3 separate regions of the Ovis aries genome follow, and regions 2 and 3 are each linked to region 1. A link is a contact called in public Hi-C data. All regions are on one chromosome and are shown on one strand. The core of a region is the stretch at or near the end of the contact, and the rest is flanking DNA. Distances in the headings are between cores, read along the strand shown.

Region 1 (2,722 bases), core at 92-2,591:
GTATCTCCTGGTTTTATGGAACAGGTTCAGACGGTAAAGAATCTGCCTGCAATGTAGGAGAGCTGGGTTCGATCCCTGAGTGGGGAAGATCCCCTGGAAGAGGGCATCGTAACCCACTCCAGTATTCATGCCTGGAGAAGCCCATGGACAGAGGAGCCTGGCGGGTTAGTCTATGGGGTCACAAGAGCCGGATAAAACTGAGCACAGAAGCTAGCACATGAGGTCACTGCCTCAGAGGTTCACAGCAGCTCAGCGTCAGGGTGTGAAGAGCATCAAGAGCCTGGACTCCTGGGGGAACGTTCTTATGGAGGTCCACTTGCTCCTTGATTCCAGGTACCAAACACACAACAGCTGGCAAAGTCTCCTATTTTAGTAAAATGCCTCTCTTTGGAAAGAAAGCTATTTGTGGAGTTCTAAGCCAAATTGATTTTGATTTACAGGGTTGAAAAAAGAAAAAAAAGAAAGCAACTACAGTCAAATGAAATGCCAGGAGATTTGTGTCCTGAGCTGGAAGTTTAGCCTGATTAGGTTTCCGTAGGTGTGCTCACCTTGCCTCGTCTCGCTCAGCATCCTTCTGCCCTCGCTCTCCCTTGAACATAGACGAGGGTCTGAGGGCCCAGAAAGGCTTGCTCTGGTCACTGACCACTTTTCCGGTTGCAAATACGCTTTGGTGTCTCTCATGGGATAACGCCTCCAGGCAACGCCTGTGTGTGGGTAGGCAGAAGCTAAACGAAGCAGGAACCTGGTAAGCTTGGTCGCCTCTATCCATTTGGGTTATTTTATTTTTCAAAAAGAAGCTCATCTTATTTGTCCTTCGGGAAACACAATTTATATCTTATCTATTTATTTATTTATTTGTCTGCATCGCAGCATACTGGATCTCTGATCTTCCTTGTGGCATGGGGAATCTGTAGCTGCAGTACGTGGGATCTCATTCCCTGACCAGGGATCGAAGCCGGGACCCCTGCGTCGAGACTGCAGAGTCTTAGCCACTGGACCACCAGGGAAGTCCCTCCACTGGGGTTTTTAAGGGTGCACTTGGGGAGCTCTCTTGGCCGTGTCCTTGCAAACCATTCTAGGGAAGAGTTTGGCTATGCGGCTGGAGGCTGGCCCCCGGCCATCAGCTGGGTGCCCTTTGAAAGTCCGGCCGCTCCTCTCTCCACAGGGCCGTGGGGGCTGTCCAGAGGCTCTGCCCTGCACCTCTGCCCTGCGCCTGCTCGCTCAGCCACTGGATGGCACTGTTAGAACTGGAGAAAAGAGGCTTCCTCCCCTGAAACCGTTTTCCCTCATTCCAATCCTCTCCAAACTGTCATTTCCACCCACCTCCTTCCAAACAGAACAGAACAAAATCATTTCGTAGCCTGTTCCTGTTGCTCTGCCCCCAACCCAGTCTGCCCTGTCCGTCCCTGGGTGCCTGCAAAGAGGAGTAGCCCAGCTGCCTCCTTTTCTGCCCTCAGGGTCCCCTCTGTCCATCCTATTTTTGCATCTTTATCATTCTGTGTGTGGTGGGGGTGGGGGCCCCTCTAGAGTTTCAGGCAATCTAGGGAAGCAGCAAGGGCCGTGAAAGACTTATAAGGACCTGGGGGCCTAAAAGAGAAAGCAGAAGTGCCTGCAATCCTTCTGGTCGCATGACTTGTGTTCTAGAAGGAAAAAGAAACTAGGGCTGCATGCACAGAGGCAGCGTGGAGCAGGGTCACTGGGAGAAGGGGCTGGAAGGGGGAAAGGGGCGGGGAAGAATGTGCCGAGTGCAGGAAACGGGCTCTCGGCAGTGGAATCTTGGCGTCAACTTGGCCACTCAAAAGCTTTCTGTTCCTGGCTTCTGAGCTGCCGCTGTGTCAGAACCCCCTCCGCTGGGTCAAGGGTGGGTAGAGGCCTGAGCAGCCCTCGCCCTCATGCACTGGTTTTGACCCTTGCTTCCCAGTTCTGGCTGCTACTTCCTCTTCCTGTGAGATGTGAGTGGGGAGCAGACTGAGAGGACCAAGAGCTGGAGGAGAGAAAACATAGCTGTCCCCCACGTTTGCACACCTATCTCAGGTCCCCCAGACTGCCCGTCGCTGCTGCCTCAGCTCGCTTCCCTCTCAGGGGAGGCGAAAACAACATTTCTTGGGAGGAATTCGCTCTGAGAAAAGCATTTTCCCCTAACAATGACCAGGAAATCCTGTCTTGACTGATATTCTCAAGGTGTGCTGGCCTCTTGGCAGAGTCATTTGAAGGCTTATTCAACCATGCAAACGCCCATGAGACACGGTTCCCAAACTCTGTGGAGGTGTGCTGGCCACACCCCTCCCCTTGGCCAACCCTGACCTTGAGCAGGGAGCCCGGCCAGCTCGCCCAGCCTGCCTGCAGGTGGGAGGTCTCTCTGCTGACTCAGGCCCAGACTGGGTCAGGTGCCTGCCTTCAGTCCCATGAGTAATACCCTGCCTGTCCTCTGCAAAGGGCCTTCCCAGGATTAATGAATTAGTCACCCCCCGGGAGAGCGAGGGAGCAGGTTATGGTCATCCTCATTAAGGCCTTGCCTCATAAGGCCTGCCTCAGGCCAGTGAGCGTCTGGATGTGGGTGCAGGCAGACAGTGGCTCAGGGTGTCCCAGGGAGAGGCCCCTCCAGGGCGCAAGGGAGGCTGGAGCTTCTCACTGGGCAGCTGGGGGCTTCACCCACTGAGGGCCGAGGGGAGGGGACTGGAGAGTCTCAGGTCCACGTGAGAAGATGCAGACAGTTTGACAC
Region 2 (2,722 bases), core at 67-2,566, 550 kb after region 1:
CTAAATGACCTCCCAAACTTCTCCCAACTCAAAGGTTCTGTGAGTCAATGAAATGCCTTGACAAAGGAGAACAAACCCAGGCCTTCAAGTCCAAAATACCTGTGTCTATTTTCTAGCTCTCACATTTACTGGCTGTGTGACTTCTGGCGAGCTACTTAACCTCTCTGAGCCCAGATTTCTCATCTGAAAACCTGAGGCAATGCCAAATACTAAGTCGTTGTCAGGAAGATGAAATAATAAAGTACTTTTCAGACATGGGACAGGGTGCCAGACAAAGAGTAGGTGCCAAGGTTTTGCTTGTCTTGATTCACACAAGTTTCTGATTGGGTCAAAAATGTAGGTCATATTTGAATATTGCCTTTGTCTTCCCTTCCAGGGCCCTACTTCAGAAAGACAAAGAAAGAAGGAAATAAAAAGTGACTCGCTGAGGCCCTTCTGAAAGCATCACCCATGTATTGAAATATTCCTTCCAGTCAAAAACTAGGTTATTAATTATACATTGCTATTGGAACAGAAAATAAGAAGAGGCCTCACTGCTTATGACCCAGAACTTGACCATTGTTTGATTTCGATTATTTCCTGGTATCTGCGTAATGTATCCCAAATGTGAGATTTGCAGTGTTGAGAGTCCAACCAACTGTAGCCTGAATGACTGTCCGTAATATTTAGTAAATGCCCTGGAATGACTGTTCATTTCCACTCCAGGCAGCGCATTTCTGGGGGATTATTTCACTGCATGGGTGGCCCAAGTCCCTTGGCCTTCAGCCTCACAGCTCATTCCACAGCTCTGGGCAAGCAGCAACCACCCAAAAATGCGAGTCTTTCTTCCTGGCCCCAGTGGCATGAGTAACATCATTAACTCTTCGGGGCTGAGGTCTGGGATGACGTCGAAATCTTCCACCCCACTGTGTTAGCTGACAGAATACCAGAGTAACAAAGTTTTGGCAGTTTGTTTTCACGCCAGCAACGTGCCTGCCCTCATACACAATCTTGGGATATTTTTTTCCTCTTCTTTCCCAGCAGGATTGTGGGTTTCAAAATGGAAGCAAAGTCCTCCCCGCGTCTAGCTCCAGTTCTGAGAACAAATGGGCAAGAAGGCTCCAAAATTCTACAGACAAGGGGAAATGCTGCTGACGTGTCCCCGCCAGGGACAGGACAGGAAGAGCACAGCTGTGCCGTGTGCCGTTTCACATGCTCCTCTGCCGATGAGCTTTCTAAAGTGTAAAAACGTTGCAGGGCGCTCCCTAAGAGGAGACACACAAACACATTTCCTCTGGGCCCCGGGCCAGCGCTGGGGCAGGCAGAGGCCGCGCAAGTGCACTGTGGATGCCGCGCGCCATCTGGTGGCCAGGAGGTGACATTGCGGGCACCATCCGGGCTTTTACACCATTGATCTGCAGTCATTTCACGGAAGGAGCAATTTTGTTCAGTTGCTCAGTCGTGTCCAACTATTTGCGACCCCTTGGACTGCAGCACGCCAGGCTTCCCTGTCCTTTACCATCTCCCAGCGCTTCCTCAAATTCATGTCCATTGAGTTGGTGATACCATCCAACCATCTCGTACTCTGTTGTCCCCTTCTTCTTCTGCCTTCAATCTTTTCCACCAGCAGGATCTTTTCTAACGAGGTGGCCAAGTATTGGAGCTTCAGCTTCAGCATCAGTCCTTCCAATGAATATTCAGGGTTGGTTTCCTTTAGGATTGACTGATTTGAGCTCCTTGCAGTTCGAGGGATTCTAAAGCGTCTTCTCCAGCACCACAATTCAAAAGCATTGTTTCTTTGACACTCAGCCTTCTTTATAGTCCAGCTCTCACACCCATACATGACTACTGGAAAAACCATAGCTTTGAATAAAGGACCCTTTGTTGGCAAAGTAATGTCTCTGCTTTTTAATATGCTGTCTAGGTTGGTCAGAGCTTTTCTTCCAAAGAGCAAGTGTCTTTTAATTTCATGGCTGCAATCACCATCTGCAGTGATTTTGGAGCCAAAGAAAATAAAGTCTCTCACTGTTTCCATTGTTTCCCCATCTATTTGCCATGAAGTGCTGGGACTGGACGCCATGATCTTTGTCTTCTTAATGTTGAGTTTTAAGCCAACTTTTTCACTCTCCTCTTTCACTTTCATCAAGAGGCTCTTTAGTTCTTCGCTTTCTGCCATAAGGGTGGTGTCATCTGCATGTCTGAGGTTATTGATATTTCTCCTGGCAATCTTGATTCCAGCTTGTGCTTCCTACAGCCCAGCATTTCTCATGATGTACTCTGCATATAAGCTAAATAAGCAGGGTGACAGTATACAGCCTTGATGTACTCCTTTCCCAATTTTGAACCAGTCTGTTGTTCCGTGTCCAGTTCTAACTGTTGCTTCTTGACCTGCATACAGGTTTCTCAGGAGGCAGATAAGGTGGTCTGGTATTCCCATTAAAGGAGTATACTGTGGGCTTTTAAATTCTGTTGGGAGTGATCATAGGGGATCCCGAAGGAAGACACCAAGGGCCAGGTGTTCTAAATTCCCTTCGTTCTTCTACGACTGGATGCTTGATGTCTCAGATTCTCCTAGAAACAGAGATAACGATCCTTGGGAAGCACTCAGCTCTGGACATCCAGCGTCTCATGTCCCCGGGTCCTCCTGTCCCTGTCATGATCGCACAGACCTGGGCACAAGAGCCTCCTTCTTTCCACTACCTGGGGCATGCTTAGGTTCTCTTCTCCAGCCTTCGGAATCCAA
Region 3 (2,722 bases), core at 152-2,651, 520 kb after region 1:
GGACCGTCTGATCTTAGTGTCACTGATAATAATAGACCAGGCCACTTCATGACCTTGGGCAATCAACTTAGCCTCTCAATTTCCCACTTTCTTTACCTGTAAATAAATGATCTCCCTGGGAGCTAAAGGATAATTGAGATCAAATTCCTGAAGGATTTTTAACTCCTTAGAATTCATCAGTTTTCACACTGGAGGAGCTTTTGGACTTTTTTGAAAATCTAATGAAAGGTGGAAGACTTCCTCCCAGAAAAATATGTATATAGCCATAAACTTTTCATATAAATTCATGAGGCTTATTGACTCCCCAAAGCTTAAATTTCTTTTGGGTTGGAAAAAAAAAAGCTTCACTACCTTAGAAGGACAGTGTTTTAAATATGTCAAAGGTGAATCGTGTGTCATTGGTATCACGTCACTACCATCCTAGTGGACTTGATTCCTGCATCTAATGTGCTGTATCATCATTATATTCATCTCATTATTATTAAAAAATAACTCTATCTCCATTGGTGTTCATCCTTCCCTTTCACCCCACCCCCACTTTATTATTATTTAGACTCTGAAAGTCTTGGAATGAGGGATGCTTTTGCTGTTGGTCTTCTGTGTAAGATTACATCAGTTCCTTCCATCTAAGTATGACCTAGAAAATAAAGAAGAATGTGCATAATTGAACTGAGCTTTTAAAATGGGTTCTTCTTTATCACTCTTGGACAGTTAAAATTGCCATGCCTGAGAAAGAGAAAATGCAAACGTGGCCCCTTAGCCCATTGTAGAGGACCCTTGACATAAGCATTCAATCCAAGGCTGATTAAAATTTGCATAATTCATCTTATTATTTATTCTAAAATAATTGAAAAGCAGTGGTCTTGAAGATAGAATTTTTCAAAAGCAGTATTTTACGCAGAGGTTTTAAAAGGAATCAGCCCATTTACTCGATAATGAAAAAAATCATTATTTTCACATTCCCACCTAATGTCTTCTGTTTTCTTCCATCTTCATTTAGCTCAGCTGGGAATTAGGCATATTCCTTAGTTATGCTTTAAAAAAAACTAATAGTATGAAATAATAGTATCTTTTGTTGACAACTGGCCTTATTCTATGGAAAGACACCTGAATGCATTGTTAGGTGCTTCTTAGCTTTGTGTTGGTCCTTCCTTCCTTTGCCTCTCTCGTTTTTGACACAATGTATAGGTTTTCAGCACACCAGAATCTGGGGTTCTCTCTCACTCTCTGTATACATATTTTTTCTTTTACTATCTTCTATAAAAGGAGCTTGCTATTGATTGCAGCTGACTGAGCCGCTTGAGTTGATATCCAAGCAACGCTAACCCAGAGAGGGATTAGCATTACATCAGCCGCCAGGCGAGGGAGCCTGGCAGCCGGCCCGCCTGTAAAAACGGAACGCGTTTGCGTCACTGTTCCCTTGGTAATGTTTCTTGGAGCCTTGTCAGCTGTCCCCTGAGGTTGTTTCCTTAATATGTCAACAGACATTCCTGAATCTTTCATGCCGAATAGTTCTTTTCCTTTTCCAAAAACACTTAGATGACCCAGCAGCTGGTGCCTCCTGTTGCTGGGATCTTTCAAAACGTAATTTTTTTTTTTTTTTTCATGAAATAGGTGTTTTTGTTCCATTCCAAACATTCGAGGGGGATTTAGGAAGGTTTCGATTTCTGCTTCTCCACGTTAGAGAACCTATTTTTGAAGAAACAGGGCAGCCAGTTTAGGTCAGAGAGCTGTTTCTCTGCTTTTATCATCCTTGGGAAAAGCCTTTATTCCCTCACCAGCTTATCCAAACCCTCCAATTACCCTGTTACCTTGTGACCTTTCATAGAGCAAAATGGCTGGTTGAAAGACCCAGCTGAAATTTGCCTCCATTTATGATTTGCTCTCTGATCTCGCTTTAAGAAAGTCAGCCAGACCTTGTGGGCAGTGACCTTGAGCAGCCCCTGCATGCTGAGAGCCACAGATAAGAAAGATGTGTCAACCACTGCCCACGTGATACCTATTTCCTCATTTTCCCCACGTCATTATTTGCTGATCTGGTAATTTGATCTCCACTTTCATCTTGGAATATTTTACTTTGAAGAATACCATAGCCAAGACCCTGGTGCTGGGAAAGATTGAAGGCAGGAGGAAAAGGGGGCAACAGAGGGTGAGATGGTTGGATGTCATCTCCAACTCAAAAAACATGAGTTTGAGCAAGTTCCAGGAGCTAGTGAAGGACAGGGAAGACTGGCATGTTGCAGTCCATGGGTTTGCGAAGAGTCAGACACAACTGAGTGACTGAACAACAACAACAAATAGCCAAGTGGATAAGAGAGCCTCCAGCTAATGCCCCTGCCTTCTCTCTTTCTGAAAAGTGAGCAAAGCTCCTTGAAGTTCAAGGAGGTTTCCCCTGCACAATAGCCCTCCAGATTGTTATGCAGTGGCTATAGCAGTTAATCACAGTCAATAGTTGGAACATCATAAATTTGGAGAGAAGTCATTTGGTTGGTGGGGAGGGGCACTGTTATTAAATTCACTTAATCATGAGTGACAATGATGGAGGATTTGGGGGAAAAGCCACTTCCGCCTGTGTGAGCATCAGTCTCAACTGCGGAGGGGCGCCTTTCATCACCAGCTCCCGGGGAGGTCGTAGGTCTCATCCTCTGGAAATGCACTGAGAGCCCTAAGAATTCTGTGGCTCTGAAATCTGCCTCTGAGCAGGGCTGTGGAGGATGCCACT

Evidence for each region. Hi-C and Micro-C count contacts between places; a contact is called where the count stands out from the background.
Region 2: a contact with region 1 is called in a Hi-C map of liver, with 9 times the contacts expected there. The contact joins two enhancer-like sites. A contact is called at or near these places in 13 of 16 Hi-C or Micro-C datasets (blood, hypothalamus, liver and 7 more).
Region 3: a contact with region 1 is called in a Hi-C map of liver, with 5 times the contacts expected there. The contact joins two enhancer-like sites. A contact is called at or near these places in 3 of 16 Hi-C or Micro-C datasets (liver, mixed tissues and skin fibroblasts).

What each region holds. Positions count from the first base shown.
Region 1 is chr25:7,217,775-7,220,496 of ARS-UI_Ramb_v3.0, reverse strand. No RefSeq gene overlaps it. Among named protein-coding and RNA genes, the nearest start is that of TRNAR-CCU, 2.7 kb to the right of the region's middle. Within about 2 kb of position 1,341, at least 32 of the 54 cell types and tissues checked have an H3K27ac peak or open chromatin away from gene starts, as enhancers often do. A contact at or near this core is called in hypothalamus and liver, where this site is marked.
Region 2 is chr25:6,672,310-6,675,031 of ARS-UI_Ramb_v3.0, reverse strand. No RefSeq gene overlaps it. Among named protein-coding and RNA genes, the nearest start is that of TARBP1, 21 kb to the right of the region's middle. Within about 2 kb of position 1,316, at least 49 of the 54 cell types and tissues checked have an H3K27ac peak or open chromatin away from gene starts, as enhancers often do. A contact at or near this core is called in hypothalamus and liver, where this site is marked.
Region 3 is chr25:6,695,855-6,698,576 of ARS-UI_Ramb_v3.0, reverse strand. No RefSeq gene overlaps it. Among named protein-coding and RNA genes, the nearest start is that of TARBP1, 45 kb to the right of the region's middle. Within about 2 kb of position 1,401, at least 21 of the 54 cell types and tissues checked have an H3K27ac peak or open chromatin away from gene starts, as enhancers often do. A contact at or near this core is called in liver, where this site is marked.